Regions from separate parts of the Rattus norvegicus genome. Here region 2 is linked to region 1. Evidence: chromatin contacts called from public Hi-C data. All regions are on one chromosome and are shown on one strand. Each heading gives the region's core, a stretch centred on a gene start, on an enhancer-like site or on the middle of the called end of the contact. The rest is flanking DNA. Distances are from core to core; before and after follow the strand shown. Region 1 has its middle 53 kb from the start of Xkr5. Region 2 holds the start of Agpat5 (1-acylglycerol-3-phosphate O-acyltransferase 5).

The links. A called contact is a pair of places that touch in the nucleus more often than the background predicts.
Region 2: a contact with region 1 is called in a Hi-C map of Schwann cells, with 1.7 times the contacts expected there. The contact joins the promoter of Agpat5 here to the enhancer-like site in region 1. A contact is called at or near these places in 3 of 12 Hi-C or Micro-C datasets (the A7r5 cell line, Schwann cells and mammary epithelial cells).

What each region holds. Positions count from the first base shown.
Region 1 is chr16:77,629,039-77,632,187 of GRCr8, reverse strand. No RefSeq gene overlaps it. Among named protein-coding and RNA genes, the nearest start is that of Xkr5, 53 kb to the right of the region's middle. Within about 2 kb of position 1,602, at least 17 of the 93 cell types and tissues checked have an H3K27ac peak or open chromatin away from gene starts, as enhancers often do. A contact at or near this core is called in the A7r5 cell line and Schwann cells, where this site is marked.
Region 2 is chr16:77,686,459-77,689,607 of GRCr8, reverse strand. Agpat5 (1-acylglycerol-3-phosphate O-acyltransferase 5) reads left to right here and starts at 1,460. Exons shown (of 8, transcript NM_001399425.1): 1 at 1,460-1,945. The coding sequence starts at 1,727.

The DNA of each region.
Region 1 (3,149 bases), core at 353-2,852:
CTTAACAGTGATGTTTATGTCAACTTGACAACGGATTGGTTGGGCTGGCTTATTTAATGTCAACTTGACACAACCTATGGTTATCAGTTAACTAAGACGAGGAGTAAGGGAGCTGCAGAGCTGTGTGTGTCCTGCAGGCTGTGTCACTCGGTCACAGCCTCCAGAGCTGTAAGGTGAGGCTGCCTCAGGTGGAGTTAGTTGCCTTTGTGACCACTGCTGAGCTGACTGGACCGCAGGTGCTGTCCCTCCCCTTACAAAAGGGATTCCTGGAGGGGAGAGGGGCTCTCAGCACTCAACACCAGCTGAGACTGGCTCCTGGTGGAATTTCCCTGGATGTGAGCTGAGTTAACAGGGCAGCCAGGGTGACCCAGGAAAGATTCCCAAAACAATGGAGTCTGGTCTTTCTGTCTTCTGTCACCTGACCCGCCCTTCCCATCAAAAGACCTACAGACTAGTTCTCCTTCCGCCAAGGGAGCCTAGAACCTGGAGGTGTCCTGCCTCTAAGCTGGGTGGGAAGGAAGGGATGCTGCAGGGTTTGAAGGTTTTCCCTCTATCTGCCACCTTAGGTCAGACCTGGACTCAATCACATTCCAATGTGGCTGCCCATCCCTCATCAAAAGGGCAACAGAAACCTAAAGGATTTCCCCCACAGTCTTTGGGGCTTCATTCTCTGTGGTTCTGGCACTCATAAATCTGTCACTAAGTAAATTTATTATGTTTCTCTCTTGCCAATCTCTACTCTGTTGTGGTAGGAATGTTGGTCAGACCCTTTGTGCTGGGTAAGAAGAAGGCTCCCACCTGTTCGCTCCCACCCCCCTCCTCATCCTTGTTATTTACACTTGGGTTGGTGAGGTCTTTCACCTCAGAGGGAGGGAGGGAGGGAGAGAGGGAGGGGAAGCTGGAGATAAGACCACTCAGCCCTGTGCTTTCAGGCAGATGGGCAAAACTTGTTTTCTATCGCACAGCAGACCTTAATAGCTCCTAGGGAAACCGTCTTTGTTGTTCCTTTTCCTTTATGTCCCGGTCCTCTGTTTGTCCTGGGATGGCAGAAGCCTGATGATGCCATTTAGAAGCCTGTTCTGTGACAGATCTCTCAGCGGCCAGGCTACCCTGCGGCCCATATCATTGACCCCAGACAGAATTCACGGTAAACATGCCCAGAAAGGCAGTTTCCCCAAGGCAGTGAATGAAGCCACCTCCCCAAACCCTCTGGGGCTGCCACCAGAGGACAGCTGGTATTGAAGGGTTTACAGTCAGCCTGGTAATCATGGTGAGTGAGCCACCTTTGGCCATCTCTAGGGAAAGGCCCCTTTGTGGATGCAGAAGCAGTAAACAGCGTTGACTTCCTGTGAGGGAGAGCAGCCAATCACACAGAAAGAGAAACCGGAGAGAAGGGTCCGAGTGGAGCTCCTATGGAACGCACACCCATGAACGAGGGGCTGCTGCAAGGGCTTCAACCGGGGGGTTTCCTTTTGGGACGACTTCAAGACCAGCTTTAGGGTTCAGGACATTTTCTCCCCCACTCTGTTCGTTTTGTAGTTCTGCGTTTGGGCTTCGCTTCTAGTTTTGCAGTCGAAGTGGGATACCAACCGGGGATCTAGCACCACCTAGTGGCCGGAGGAAAAGCTGTCATCTAAGTTTTTGAATAGTTCCGGATCAATGGCTTAAACCCAAAGGCGAAACAAAAACAAAAGCAAAGCAAAGCAAAGCAAAACAAAACAAAACAAAACAAAACAAAACAAGACAAAACAAAACAAAAAACCCAAAGGCGAAAATAATACACTGGAGAGAAAAGAGCAGACCCCGTGCGTCTCACCACCGTATTCAATGAGCCCTCCCTTCTGGCGGGCACCTTTGTGGGGAGGGCACTGCTGCTCCTATCCAGCCAACTCTTCCTTCTCTAGGCTCTTTTAGGATTTTTATTTGGTTTTCTGAGTCAGAGTTTTGTTATGTAGTCCAGGTTCACCTTGACCTTGAAATCCTCTTTTCTGTGCTTTGTAAGTGCTGAGGTTGAAGGCATATGTGATTACATCCGAGTGTGGCCCACCCTTCTGTAAAAGAAGTACTTGCTCTGTTTCCTCAGGATGGTTTGAGACACACACACACACACACACACACACACACACACACACACACACACACAGATCTTAACTTTCCATCAGCTCTGCTCCTGATGGTAGAAACTCCCCAGGTCAGTGCATATATCCCTGGTAGCCAGGGAGGGATAGGGCCAGCCAGCTTGTCCCTGATCACCTGATCTTTGAGCCTCCCAGCTCCACCTGCAAAGACCAAGGCTGTGGGAATGAAGGGGGAAAGGTCCTACAATCAGAATTATCTGCATGCACAAATATCAAACTCTAGTGTCTTAGAGTAGCTCTCTTAATTCAGACACAAAGGTTGCCTTCTGGAGAACGCAAGATTACTCCTTTCTCAAGGACACATGGCGTAGGGATTTAGTGGTTATTTTGTGGGGGGAAAATGCTTATATGATCTGCTCGGGTGCCAGGCAAAAGAGAGTCACAAGAGACACAGCTGAGTGGACAGAACTGCAGAGAGAAGAGTAATCGCAGAGCCCAGCGTTTGAGTCCTGCTGCATCGGGGTGGGTACAGAAGCCATAGACATTTGAGACACATCTCACAGAAATCCACAGTCCTGCTAGCATCCTTTTGGCTCCCTAGAATGCACAAGATTACATGCAGCAAGATTTTTAAGAAGGCCTGGAGAAGAGGTCCGTTAGGGCATGCTGCTGAAGGTGATGACAGACCCTTGAAAGCAGGAAGTCCATGCATCATGTCCACGAAGCAGACTGTGATTCTCGGGGCTTCTGCACAAATGTGTTCTCTCTCGATATTCACGTCTGAAGACAACGCAAGTCACTCGTTCAAGGAACCAAATGCAGATCTTAAGCAGGCTCGTTTTCCTGAAAAGGAAACGGTCATCTTTAGGCTCAGATCGGGAACTCTTTCCCTGGGAGATATAAATGGGCATCCTCTCCTTTGAGGTTGTCCATGACAAGCCAAAGCGCTGCTCCAACATGGGGAACCAATAAGATTACTGGGCTTACTTACGGAGATAGATGAGGGGTTATTGGGAGGAGCTCCACACCATGGGAAGTCTTGCTCCAACATGCACTGTGACTCCCTTAGCT
Region 2 (3,149 bases), core at 211-2,710, 58 kb before region 1:
TGTCTAACAATTCCTTTGTCTGGGCTCAGTTCTTCTGAACTGACAGTGAACTGCCTTAACAGTTCTTTTGTCTGCCCTTTCACCTCTGCATCTGCACAAAACTGGACAGTTTGTCATATCTGCAACCCGCAGTGGCCCAATAACAGCAGTATCTTCCCAAAAGCTGGGTTTGTGGTTCATTTGCTATCAAGACAGACACTCTTACATCCCTGCCAATTTTCCAGCTCTGGCTTCCCAAGGCTTTTAAAACTCCTTTCCTCTTTTTAACTCTTTGTAGTCACTGTAACCTATATATACATATATAAACATATAGAGATATACTTACTGAGTGATGGATGTGTGATCTGACAGTTAATATTAGTAATTAAGACCGCAATAAAAGAACCTGTCTTTTGCCATAGCCAGGGCTACAAAGTAAAGCAGGCCTCATTGGTGCCAGCCAAGCCATTGTACTTTGTGAAATTTATTTAATTCAATACATTCCAACATTGTGAAAACAGGTAAGCACGTCCGTCTGACATAGGGTGCTTATGACAGGAGTCATCTGTATGCCTTAAGAAGTGCACCTCAGAGGCGATGGGGTAAAAAAAAAAAAATGGGGCAAGAGATGACGGGGAGTCCAAAGCAAGGAAGCAGAGAGACATGGTAGAGGGATGAGTCAGTGCTCTAGAAAGTGGTCTAAAAAGTGACCTCAGGGTCACTTATAGAAACCAACATATTCACACAGCACACGCATTCAAAACGAACAGATCCGAGCATGCACACTGACCTGCTCTTCCTTCTATACCTTCTAGTATAGGATTATCTGGTCTCCACTAGTTAGGGCGGTAAAAGGATCTGGGCCTCTGGATACGTTTTTGCTGTTACTTAACCTTTCTAGTTTTTTCTGAAGGGAAAAGAACTTATGGATTCTACATGTACAGAAAAATACTTTCCTACACACTGAAAAAAAGAACGTAAGCTATTAGGGAAAAGCACAGCAGAAACAAGTCAAAGGACAAAAGGTTATTAAAAGGCAAAAGTTAAAACTTTGAAGGATCTAATAAAAGGAGGTGACAGTCCTGTGAAAGGTCAACCAAGGGTATGGGAGGCGGACCCAGCCACATTCTGCAACAGCCAGGAGGAAGGAGCGCTTCCTATGCACGTGGGGATACGGGTGGCCCTCCGGCACGCGAAGACACTGCAGCTGTCGGTAACCTGCGCTCCACGACCTAGTCGGCTCCCGCGTGTCTTGCAGGGAGCATCCTCGTGTCCCCACGCTGCTCTCGAACGCCAGCACAGGACAAAAACCCACCACATCACATCTTCCCGGGCTCCTATACAGCCAGCATCCGCAGTCGAGCATGCGTCGTGACGAGAACAGGGACCGGACCAATCAGAGCACATGTTACGCCCATAAGTCGACCAATCAGGAGGCTCCTTATTACCTGGGAGTCCTGCCTTACCCCGCCTCCCCGCTGACAGGCGCGGGTCGCGCGGAGCAAAAGGAGCACCCAGAGGCGAGCGCGCCCGGCAAGCCGAGGCGTGCCCTTTCCGAGGCGGCGAGCAGGGGCGGTCACAGTCCCCGCCGGGTCCCGGGCCCCGCGGCCCATGCGGGGGGCGGAGCCAGGGCGGAGGGCGGCGGCGCGGCCGGCCCTGCGCGGTGATTGGCGGGCGGCCGGCGGTGGCTGAGGTCCTGGCGGCCGCGCGGGCAACGCAGGAGAGTCGCGGCTGGCGAGCTGAGAGGATGCTGCTGTCCCTGGTGCTCCACACGTACTCTATGCGCTACCTGCTCCCGAGCGTCCTGTTGCTGGGCTCGGCGCCCACCTACATGCTGGCCTGGACGCTGTGGCGGGTGCTGTCCGCGCTGCTGCCCGCCCGTCTGTACCAGCGCGTGGACGACCGGCTTTACTGCGTCTACCAGAACATGGTGCTCTTCTTCTTCGAGAACTACACCGGGGTCCAGGTGAGGCGCGGCTGCGCGGTGCGCGCGGGCCCCGCGGCCCGGGCGGCGCTACTTGCAGCAGGGCGAGCACGTGCCGCAGCACCCGGCCTCCCGCCGCGGGGGAAGTTTCTGGTTCTCACTTCGGGGTTCCTTCTGGAACGTCCTGCTGAGGCTGAGTGTGTTCCCGGGTCCGCCCCACCCCCGCCCGGGCCGGCTGTTAACTGTCTGTCTCGGTGCCTGCCAAAGTAGGGCACTGAGTCCGAGGTGGTGATGCTGGGACTGGATTCTTTTGCACTTCCGAGGTCTTTTAGATTAGCAAAAGCTCTAGGCGCTGACCGAAGTGACAGCTGTGAAGGACGACTCCTGCCTTGGGTTCCTCCCGGGTGAAAGCGAGAGCCTAGCGAGGAAATGAATACATTGGTTACAATAGGAGCCTCACTGTGGATACAGTTCTCTTCTGCTTGGACTGGGCTTCAATGTGGGCTGATCTCTTGTCAGATTGCTTTCTTCCTGCTACTGTTTCTTTCTCTCTTTCTCTCTTTCTCTCTTTCTTTCTTTCTTTCTTTCTTTCTCTCTTTCTCTCTTTCTCTTTCTCTCTTTCTCTCTTTCTCTCTTTCTCTCTTTCTCTCTTTCTTTCTCTCTTTCTTTCTTTTTTCCCCTCTGTGGAGATTGAACTCGGAAAACAATGAAGAGTAGAAAGCTCTCCTAATGTAAATTAGTTATATGACGTCTCATAAAAACTGTTGTACTTCCTTCTTGGTTCTCAGTTTCAAAGGAGAGCTCTGTTTGGGTTCTCCTTGATGTATCTATGACTTTCTCCCCCATTTCTCAGCTCTTTTCATTCTGCGTTGGGGGATGCTTTGGGGACTGGATGGATCCCTTACTGAGTTTTGCTCCAGTTGGAGATTATGTTTGAGGTGGAGAATTAGGACCTCTCTGAATCACTGTCTTTTCTAAGTGTTTTCCTAGGAAACAGGAAAAAAACCACTGTTTCGCATCAAGGTTTCTGAATAATTGACTTTTAGAATAGGATTTCATTCAGAATTTTCAGGAACTCCAGGCTGACGGTTTCTTCCCTCACTCTAACTTTACTAAGCTTGTCAAGTGAATGTATGGTTTAATCGTGGGTGAGTATTTAATTTCACTAGCAGAAGGGACAGAACAGCTGGGAGCACAACTTAAAGTTGCTGACCTTGCACATGACAAGTACCCCTTAGAGCCTCAG